2 separate regions of the Drosophila melanogaster genome follow, and region 1 is linked to region 2. The links are chromatin contacts, called in public targeted proximity ligation maps. All regions are on one chromosome and are shown on one strand. The core of a region is the stretch at or near the end of the contact, and the rest is flanking DNA. Distances in the headings are between cores, read along the strand shown. Region 1 holds the start of lncRNA:CR43883 (long non-coding RNA:CR43883). Region 2 has its middle 4.0 kb from the start of tRNA:Ile-TAT-1-2.

Evidence for each region.
Region 1: a targeted proximity ligation map of the Kc167 cell line shows a contact between it and region 2, with 3 times the contacts expected there. A contact is called at or near these places in 62 of 107 Hi-C or Micro-C datasets (the Clone 8 cell line, the D17-c3 cell line, the Kc167 cell line and 15 more) and 5 of 7 datasets of targeted methods (the Kc167 cell line and the S2 cell line).

Annotation. Positions count from the first base shown.
Region 1 is chr3L:818,309-823,011 of dm6, forward strand. lncRNA:CR43883 (long non-coding RNA:CR43883) reads left to right here and starts at 2,451. Exons shown (of 1, transcript NR_073908.2): 1 at 2,451-3,204.
Region 2 is chr3L:772,153-776,602 of dm6, forward strand. No RefSeq gene overlaps it. Among named protein-coding and RNA genes, the nearest start is that of tRNA:Ile-TAT-1-2, 4.0 kb to the left of the region's middle.

The DNA.
Region 1 (4,703 bases), core at 1,201-3,700, 46 kb after region 2:
CTCCATCGGCGGTTGCGGTCCGTTGCCACTCGATTTGTTGTTGCGTCTCGGCGGCAGCATTGTGTAATTTATATGAGCCGGGCCAAAACGAAGGCGTTCGGCTGCACTCAGAGAAATATGCCCCAAACATAAAGCACTACTACTCAGTAGTTGCATATTGTTTCTATATTTTATATAAATTCTCCCCCCTTTATAAAATTACAACAATTAGCCGGGAAGATCATTTTCACAATTTTCACTTCGACTTAAAGTATCCAAATTATGAATATCTCTTGCTTTGCGGCATCAACTTGGCTAATTACTCATTCGTAGCTCTGGGCAACGAAAGTGGACCTCGAGTGTCTGGATTTCTTTTCTGCGAGTGTGCCGCACTGGCCATTGCCGCGGACGACTACGTGACCTCCAATTTGGGATCAGTTTCATGTGCGTTAAAGTGCACATGCTGAACCCCCCCTGCCTGCGATTCGGTGTGGTCCGCCTTTGATGTAGACAGCCGTGCCGCCTTCTACAGTGGGACACCCGAGCCGAAAAAAAAAGAAACCAGGTCCAAGTCCAATCCATGCGAGCGGGGCCAAAACACTCGGGCACAGTGCCGCCCGAAAGTTTATTCATATGCTAATTTGGCTTAACGCTAACACACAGAATATGGACACTTGTCGCGCTTTCTGACTTGTGGCTTTTGCAGAGGGGCTCCGACAAATATCCAATTAAAATTGCTCAGCGCTGCGACAAATATTGACTTGCGGCTTTTCGGCTCTTTCATGTGGATGCCACTCCCTTCGGCTGGCGAAGAGGGGCAAGCTGGAGTGGGGAAACGGATGATTACTTTCATATGGAAATCGAGTGACAGGCGGTGCCTGATGGGTGCCTATAGTCTACATATTGGTACTTACTATATTTTTAAAGAATATTCCACTCGCATAACTTATACTGATTTGATATAGTTATTTTTGAGGTCTAATAGTCCCACTTCCTGCTGTCCATGTTAGCCAAGTTAATGACTCACAGCCTCGGCAATCTCGACTTTTCTCCCATGTTTCGTACACTTTTGGCCATAAAGAAAACAAAGTCGAAAATGTCTGTGCCCGCGTACAACTCTTTCAACCGCCGCTCGGAGGTCCGCTAATTAAGTGTGGAATGTTACAAATCCCCCCAAATCACTCGAGGTGGCCACAAATGGTCATTGAATGTTAGGGTCTTAATGAGCCACAAGCCCAAGCCAAGCAGTTACATTATATAAAAAGAGGGCAACAAAAGCTATCAACACACATGTGCGTGGACCATGGACCACGTTGCGGGTGCGTAGCTCCAAAAAAAAAATTGATTACAGTGAAGCATGGCCAAAGCGAACAGAAATGATATTTCAAGTATCGGTCAGGTGAGCCTCGATGGAAGTTAAGTAGTTAAATCTTGTGACCTTCTTATTCCTTGAAAAGTCCAACTTAGCGAAACTCGACTGTATTTTTGGGGGACTTGGACTCGGTCCAGCTGAGTGTGATTATCGTGGCCATTGTTGCCCTCCGGTTTAATGTGATCTCATGTTGATTGATTGAGCACACCTGTGTGAAAGACGAGCCAAGTTCGCTCGCTTTTGTTTCACTCCCATAATGCCCCCCCAAAAAAAACCGATCTTGATGAATTGGATTGGATTGAAGTGGACTGGAGTGAAGGAGAAAGCTTGGGGCTTCCAGCACGAAGCTTTCATCTGGGCCTTTGTGTTATGCAATTGTTAACATAGAAACCGAAAAACCAAAAAAAAAAAGGGGGCAGCAATAATTATTAGGGGCCAAAGCCAAACAAAAGCGTTGCGTTTTTGCTCCTCCGCGCTTCGCTGACTTTTTGACGGACAGTTGCCGCAGTTGTAGTTACTATCGCAACTGCCGGACATTGTGGAGCTGCATGGGTGGCTCCACAACACCCCCTTCCCCCGTCCCCGCCACTGAACCCGCAGTCGAAGCCTTTGTTGCTGCGCCCTGCAATTTGTATGAATTTCAAATTTCTTCAGCATTGAATATGAAAAAAAAAACCCAGTGAAAACAGCCGCTCGACCGACGCAGTCAAGCAGTTTGAATGAATAATTTCCGCAGTTGCTGGTCGTCTTCCGCTGAGCCCCGTCTACAAAGATTCTGCCAGCACTGAAAGAAAAAAACTTATATATTATATATATTCATAAAAAAGAAATCAACACATTAAACTGACTTTCTATCTATAAGGTTGCATGAAAGTGGGTTACTTTTTGGATCATATCTAAGCATAAACATAAGCATTTTTTCCTCCCCATTCCTAACCGACTTTTCTCCAAGTGCACAGCTGCGGCTGTTTATCATTGTTGCGTTCTCTGCGCCAAATGAAAATGAACACGTGCGTCCGGTTGCTGCGGCTCAGCTGCTGCTGATGAAAATAAATACAAGTATGTGGATACCGTGCCGCATTCAGTGGCACCCAGTGGCACCCAGTGCCACCAGTGGCAGAAGCTCCGCAGCCATTCAACAAATTTCACTTTATTGATGGGCACTGCACTTGAATTGCTGGGGCATCGCAATCGCGACGGCCACCTAAGCAAACACAGCCGATTTGCCACGCTTGGCCGCACAACGAGGCGTATGCGTGATTTGGCATTAGCATTAACATGGGCAACAGCTGTTCGATCCAAGCCAAAGATCACACAACTTGCTCCACCTGGATTTTAGTTCAGCCCCACTGCAGTTCGCCTTGTGTTCGCCGTTCAAGTCCGCAACTTAAATGCTAAGTGGGCAAAAATGCGTGGAGATGACATTCGCAGTGCACTGAAAAAAAAAGAGGAAGAGGAATGCTTAAGGAAAATGTGAAGAAATTCTCTAAATTAATTTTAACAACATATATTTGCATTGGCAACGAGGTGCAGCCAACTGTGCAGTTTCAGCTCTGCGGAGTTTCCTTCTGAAGCAAGAACATCACTTCAACAATGATTAAGCCTCGACTGCATGTATGTATGTATATCACACATAAAATGAGTGTACAGTGCTCATACATATGTACATATATCCAAAAGCCCCATGTTGATTGCTCAGCGGAGCTTATCTGGAGCGAAATGACCCCAAAAATGCGATGGCAAGCGGCAACAAGGAGTGAATTCGTCACGGATTCGACCCTGAATTTAATGGTTCACAGATTGCCATTTGTCGTGGTCAAATGATTTGCAAATTACATTTAATTCATTTTGGTAATTGAGTTGGGCTTAATTTTTATTTTCATAATGAAAACTAAGGAAATCATAAGTTCAAATAAAATAAAAGCGAACTGAAAAAAACACAGTTCCACGAAATATTTGTAATCACATGGGGCAACTCGAAAATAGAGCACTAACAATCAAAAATTGCACAATTCAGGAATTTTGGGAAAGGCAATTCCAAAACGGAAAACCAACTGGCCGCACATGCTGCTCAGCTGTTTGCAATTACTTTTTGGAAGTAGCGGCGACCACCGCGTCAGAGATACAAATCAAAGACATTGCCACAGTTGCGTAACAGTCGACACAACCCCATCCAGTCATGGGACCCAAGATCTTTGCCTCTGGAACTGAGAACGAGCGCCTCAGGTGGCAGGAAAGTGAGGATGGACTGCAAGAATGGGGCTGCCTTGCGCCGGAACTAAGCGACTTCCGCTCGAAGTCGAACAGCCGTTCACCTTCTGGTGATTTCATGTAGCTATGCACTGAGAAAAAACTCTGCACACAACTGGGGATTGTGAATTAAACATAAGATATCTGATTTCATGCAGTCATGCACTGAAAAAAGCCAAAGATCACAATTGAAACTAGAAGATCTTGAAATGTGTATATATATCTTATATCTTATGAATAGTATACTATATAGTAGTTGTTTTTCTCGGTGCCCAAGTGTGCGATCCTCATGCTCCAGATCGACAAACAACACGTGTGACTGATGGAGTGAACGAGTGAGTGAGTGACTGGCTGGGCAAGTGAGTGAATGAGTGAATGAATGAACGGATGGATGGACGGACGGACTAGCTGGTTGGGGGATTGGGTGAAGTGAGCAGCTAGTGTGGGGCAATGGCAATCAATGTAATGTTTATGCCGACGCTGGTGCCCGGGATCCCAAAGATCTGGGGACGGAAGACACAGAGACTCAGATTCAGGACCACAAATTGCTTTCAATTATGTTGCATGCGACTGTGCTCCCGTTTTTATGCCTCATTGTTGACGTGTCTCCGTTGGCAAGTTTTTACCCTCCTCCATTAACCAGGCAGCCAGTTCCATCGTTTCCATCGCTTCCATCGCTTCCATCTGGGCCATGTTTCGTGTTCTGTGCTGATGATCTCCGTGTGCCACTGATCAAGTTACCTTTAGTATATTTATCTTGCGACTGTGGCAACTGCACTCTCGACAGCACCATTATTGTCCCCATCATCGCAGTACGATGGCACTGGAAGTGCTCACAAGTAACCTAATTTTAAATTTTTATTTGGTATCGAAAGGGTTAAGGAATTTCATGTTAATTAGGCCAATATTTGTGGTTTTTTGTTGGAAATGTTACAAATATATCAATTTTGTGCTGCATAAATGATAATCAATCCCATCCACTGTGCCACACTTTTTGCTTTTATGACTTTGATTTTAAGCATCGGTTTCAGCATTAAAATGTTCCATTATAAGACCACCGCCCCGATGATCCTCGCCAGAACCGCAGCAAATTACTTGCGGA
Region 2 (4,450 bases), core at 1,414-3,913:
GCCCGCAACATGATCGCGGCGATTGCAGGGCCCTGATCCCCATCCTCGTGGATACTCATCTGCATATCGGTTGGGCGGTCGCCCGTCTGACACTCATGTTGCCGCTTGTTCTGCTTCTTGTTCGCCGTGTTGTTTATTTATGAGGATGAGGCGTGATCAGCTCATACACTTGCAAAAAATCAGCAGATATTTCAGATAAAATACGCTTAGTGCTTATGAAAGTGTAATTTAAGCTTTAAGAGCAATATATTTCAGCAAGCAACATTTTTCCAAATGGCGTGTGTACAATAGATATCGTTTTTCCTCTCTGTATTTTATCCCGCCCCCTTTCGACCAACCTCTTGCCCATCCACAATACTGCGTGGGCCCAAAAAGAAGTGAGAATTAGGCCAATTAGTGGCTCTTCCTGGCTCTGGGATTGGGTGAGGATTGAGGAGTATGCGGTATCTGGCGTATCTGGCCAACGTCATCAGCTTGCGGCGTCTGTGTCGGCGTGTTTGTGTCTTTTAACACTAATTGCAGAGTGCGCTGCGTTGCATCTTGCATCTCAAGTGGCCACCATCGGATGGATATGCAACTCGCCACCTCTTCTCCATCTTTTGAGGTGTTTGGATGCGTGAAAGCTCGGGAAATCCGCTGGACACTTACAGCGATCGCACTGCCAAAAAGATTTGCTCAAATATTTACTCAACGCGAGCATTTGTCATGGGAATGGAAATTGCATTTCGGTTGCGATCGAAATATTTCAATTAACGCGATTAATTAAGGTTTATGGCTTGAATTACGCTCGAGTGCTTTTCGCCTTGAATTATTGGCCTGCATTAACATAATTACTTTGATTATTTATTTTCATTTTGTTGAGAGTGCGTTAAAAATAGACAAATAAATAACAAGTGAGAAGATACCACTTTTACACAACAAAGAGTTTAAGAGAAATAATAAAAAGTAATTAGGTACATTGTGTTTTGAAAAAGGACTTCGAATAAGCAACTATACTATCAAGAAATACGTCTTTAGAAATAGCCTGGGAAAATGACATATCGGAAGCTGTTTCCCAGCTGAGAATTTTCCATAATGTGCGAGTAATGAGGTAAGCCGCTCGCAATGTGCGGGTGAAACCAGGTGCACTTTCATCATTTGAACGTGCCCGCCCAGCCTTGTTGCTCACGAGGTGGCAAGAAATATGGCATAAGTCACGCCCAGAATCGCAGATGTGAGGTGAACGTGAACTGAGAGTGGACTGAAACAGAAACCCCGGGGATTCGAATCAAATCGAATCGCCAAATGCTGACGCACGCGCTTACGTCAATTTGTTGTCGCAACGCATAACTAGACATGTCAAAGTTGGTTAATTACATGCAACAATTGCTGGGAGAGGTGGCCGCAAAAGTTCAGCAAAGTGCACGCAATCGACAATTCAGCGAGCCCGGGCAAATCCGCATTCAAAGAGCCAAATTTTCAGAGCCAAAAACGGTAGGAAAACAACGGCAGCAACAGCAGCAGGCACACGAGCAACATGCAGCAGCGACCACAACAACCACTACAATATGCCATTGTTAATTGCATGACATAATCCCCGAGCTAATACGAAACCGAAAACTCAATCGAAAACGGCGAAAACAGCTACAACAATGGTGGCGAACTCAAAATCAAAGCAGACAAATTGCTGCAACTCCAAAATAAAACTCAGGAAAATCGTAAAGAAACAACATCGAAGTAACCATTAACTTACCGGTGTCTGTGCCTTTTAATTGCTTAACTATTGGCCGGCGGCAATTGTTAATAAACAATTAGAGAATTTGCATTGGCAGCTCTAAGGCGACACAGTCACAGATCCGTAGATACAGATACTATGCAGCCACGTCCACGGATACAGATACAGATACAGATTCCGATACCGATCTCGATCAGCTTCGGCGACATAAAGCTAATTTGAGTGACGGACCGACCAATCAACTGCTGACGATCGACGCTGGTGGCCAACTCAGAACGTCAGCTAAAATATATGTATGTATGTAGAAAACACTTTACTGAGGCGGTGGAATAGACGGCATTTCGACAACTTTGTCTTAATTCAGACACACGACGAGCTTCAATTACCATCGCGAATGAAACGGAATATGGGTATATATAGAGGTACGGTAAAGTCTGTGGATGAGAAAAGTGTACGAATTTCCTGTTTAGAACTTGGAACATTTTTGCCTGGTTATCTTGCATACAACGAATTCATATGGAAAGGTTATTCCTTGCTTCATTGAGTACAGTAAGCCACGAGATTAACATCGTCAGTCTTTCAAGCTCGAGCTTATCATCAAGCCGTTCTTGAAGTTCGTAATTAAATCTTGCCTCGCAAAACCCTCTGAATCATTCATCATATCAGGGTCGGATTGTCCATATGCTAAGTTTGCTGACAAATGCCGTATAAACAAATAAACGCGCTCGATTTCATTAGCACGCCAAAGCGACGGATGGATGGATGGATTGGACGAGCGGACGGACGGAATGGGCAGCTGGCTGGAAATGGGAACGGAACGGATACCGTCGAGGGATAAAAAAAAAAAATGAGAGGGGTGCGTGGGGGAAACAGTGGATAAAGTAAAGTCCGAGGCGCATTCCGCATCTGCTGCTCGCGAGCCAATTGGGAGGCATTTTTAGGGGCACACAGATCGCACTCGCCTGTTTGCACAGATGTTCATTATTCGAATTTAGCGTTACGTAAATTTGATGAAAACGTTTTGTGTGTGAATATTTCATTGAAGGCTAGTTGTACGTCATGGGGTGGGGGGATGGCCAGTAGGTGGCGCTTTGATAATACTAGAGATCGCAGATGTGACGTCGCACCAACACAGACACAAAGCTCAGCCTTTGATTGATGTTTTTCAGCCGCAGCTGCGGCAGTGCAGCCACTAAACAAAATGCCGATGAAATTTTTGTAGATTCTCTATTTAAATTATCCGATTGCACAAATTAGTGTGACCAACATAACAAGCACTGCATAACACATGCAACGTGTGACAAGACCTTTCCTTTTTTTTTCTGATTCACTGTTTTTTACTGGAAGTTACTGCAACACGTATTTTTTTCAGTGCATAAAACAGAAGTAGGTTGACCCCATCAACTGCACCTCCCTCCTCCGACGTCTATGACGATGATGATGTTGTTGACGTTGATGCGCCACAGCGTCCACTGAATGGCACCTCCCATCTGTAGCCCCGTTTCCACCTCATATAGATGGAGAACTGAGAAAAACGGCTATTAACTGCAGTTTGTCTACCCAACCCAGCATATGGAACTTCTGGTCGCAGTTCGCTTTGATCGTATATCTCTGCCAAATGTTTTCGTTGGCACCGACTTCACTGGGTCATCACCATGGGCGTTCGCTGTGCAATTAGTGAGCAAAATTTCCACGACATTTTTGGGTCAGCAAAGCGAATCGACGAGAATTGATTGGATACTTGAAAATCAATATCGATCAAATGATCAGCCCAACCAAACAAGTTTTTTCATTTATAATTTATGATAAAGTTAAAATAATGTAAACTCAAATAATCCTTGCAAGATATGTCGGTATAAGCCTTTACTTTCATTTAACTTTTGTAATCTGTTCATCTAGAAATTCAATCTTTACAAAACCTCTGATCCCTTACATGATTGTATCTCATCCATACCAAACTCAATTTGCCAAAGCCTCGTTCGATTCCTCCCCAAAAATCACCCTCTGACTTTTTCATGTCTCGGAAAATTGGCCATGTTATTAAGTTTTTGACCCAGCACAAAACGAAAGGAAAATCAACAGAAATGTGTACTAGTTATTCGCATAATATCGGACTGCAATTTGGCAGACACTCAAGAACGCATTGAAAATGTTTACGCTAATGGCGGCCACGTACAACACGTGTCGGGATCGAGCGGCTTTAACCCTTTCATCCATTACGGTGAACGGTCCCCAAGGATGGAAAAAAAGAAGAAAAACTGGGGGGTTAAAGGAAACATATCCGCGCAAATGAATGTATGTGCATAAAAATTTAATAACTTTTTGCGCTGTCGAACAGTAGCACGTACCGTGAGTCACTCAACACACCCACGAACCAATCATAACATGTGGCTGAGATCGAGTTGAAAGTGCTGCTCGAAGCTGCTGTTTATGCCACATGCCAAAAAGCGCAGCAAGTGCACCGAAAACAATTTCGGAAACCATGAATTCTGATAGACCTATATCACCTTTTGGATTAACTTTGTTTCAACATCAACATCAAGTAAGGGTTCCATATTTCAAAAAATACTTTCATAAATATGTTTTTATTATATATGATGTACTATGTGTATTTATATTACATTTTACTTTCCACATGTGTCAACATCCTAATATTTTTGCGAGTGCATCCTTGCCGCGGCACTTGAGACTTGGCAACTTGGCAACGACCGGCCATCTGTCATAATCGGTTCATCG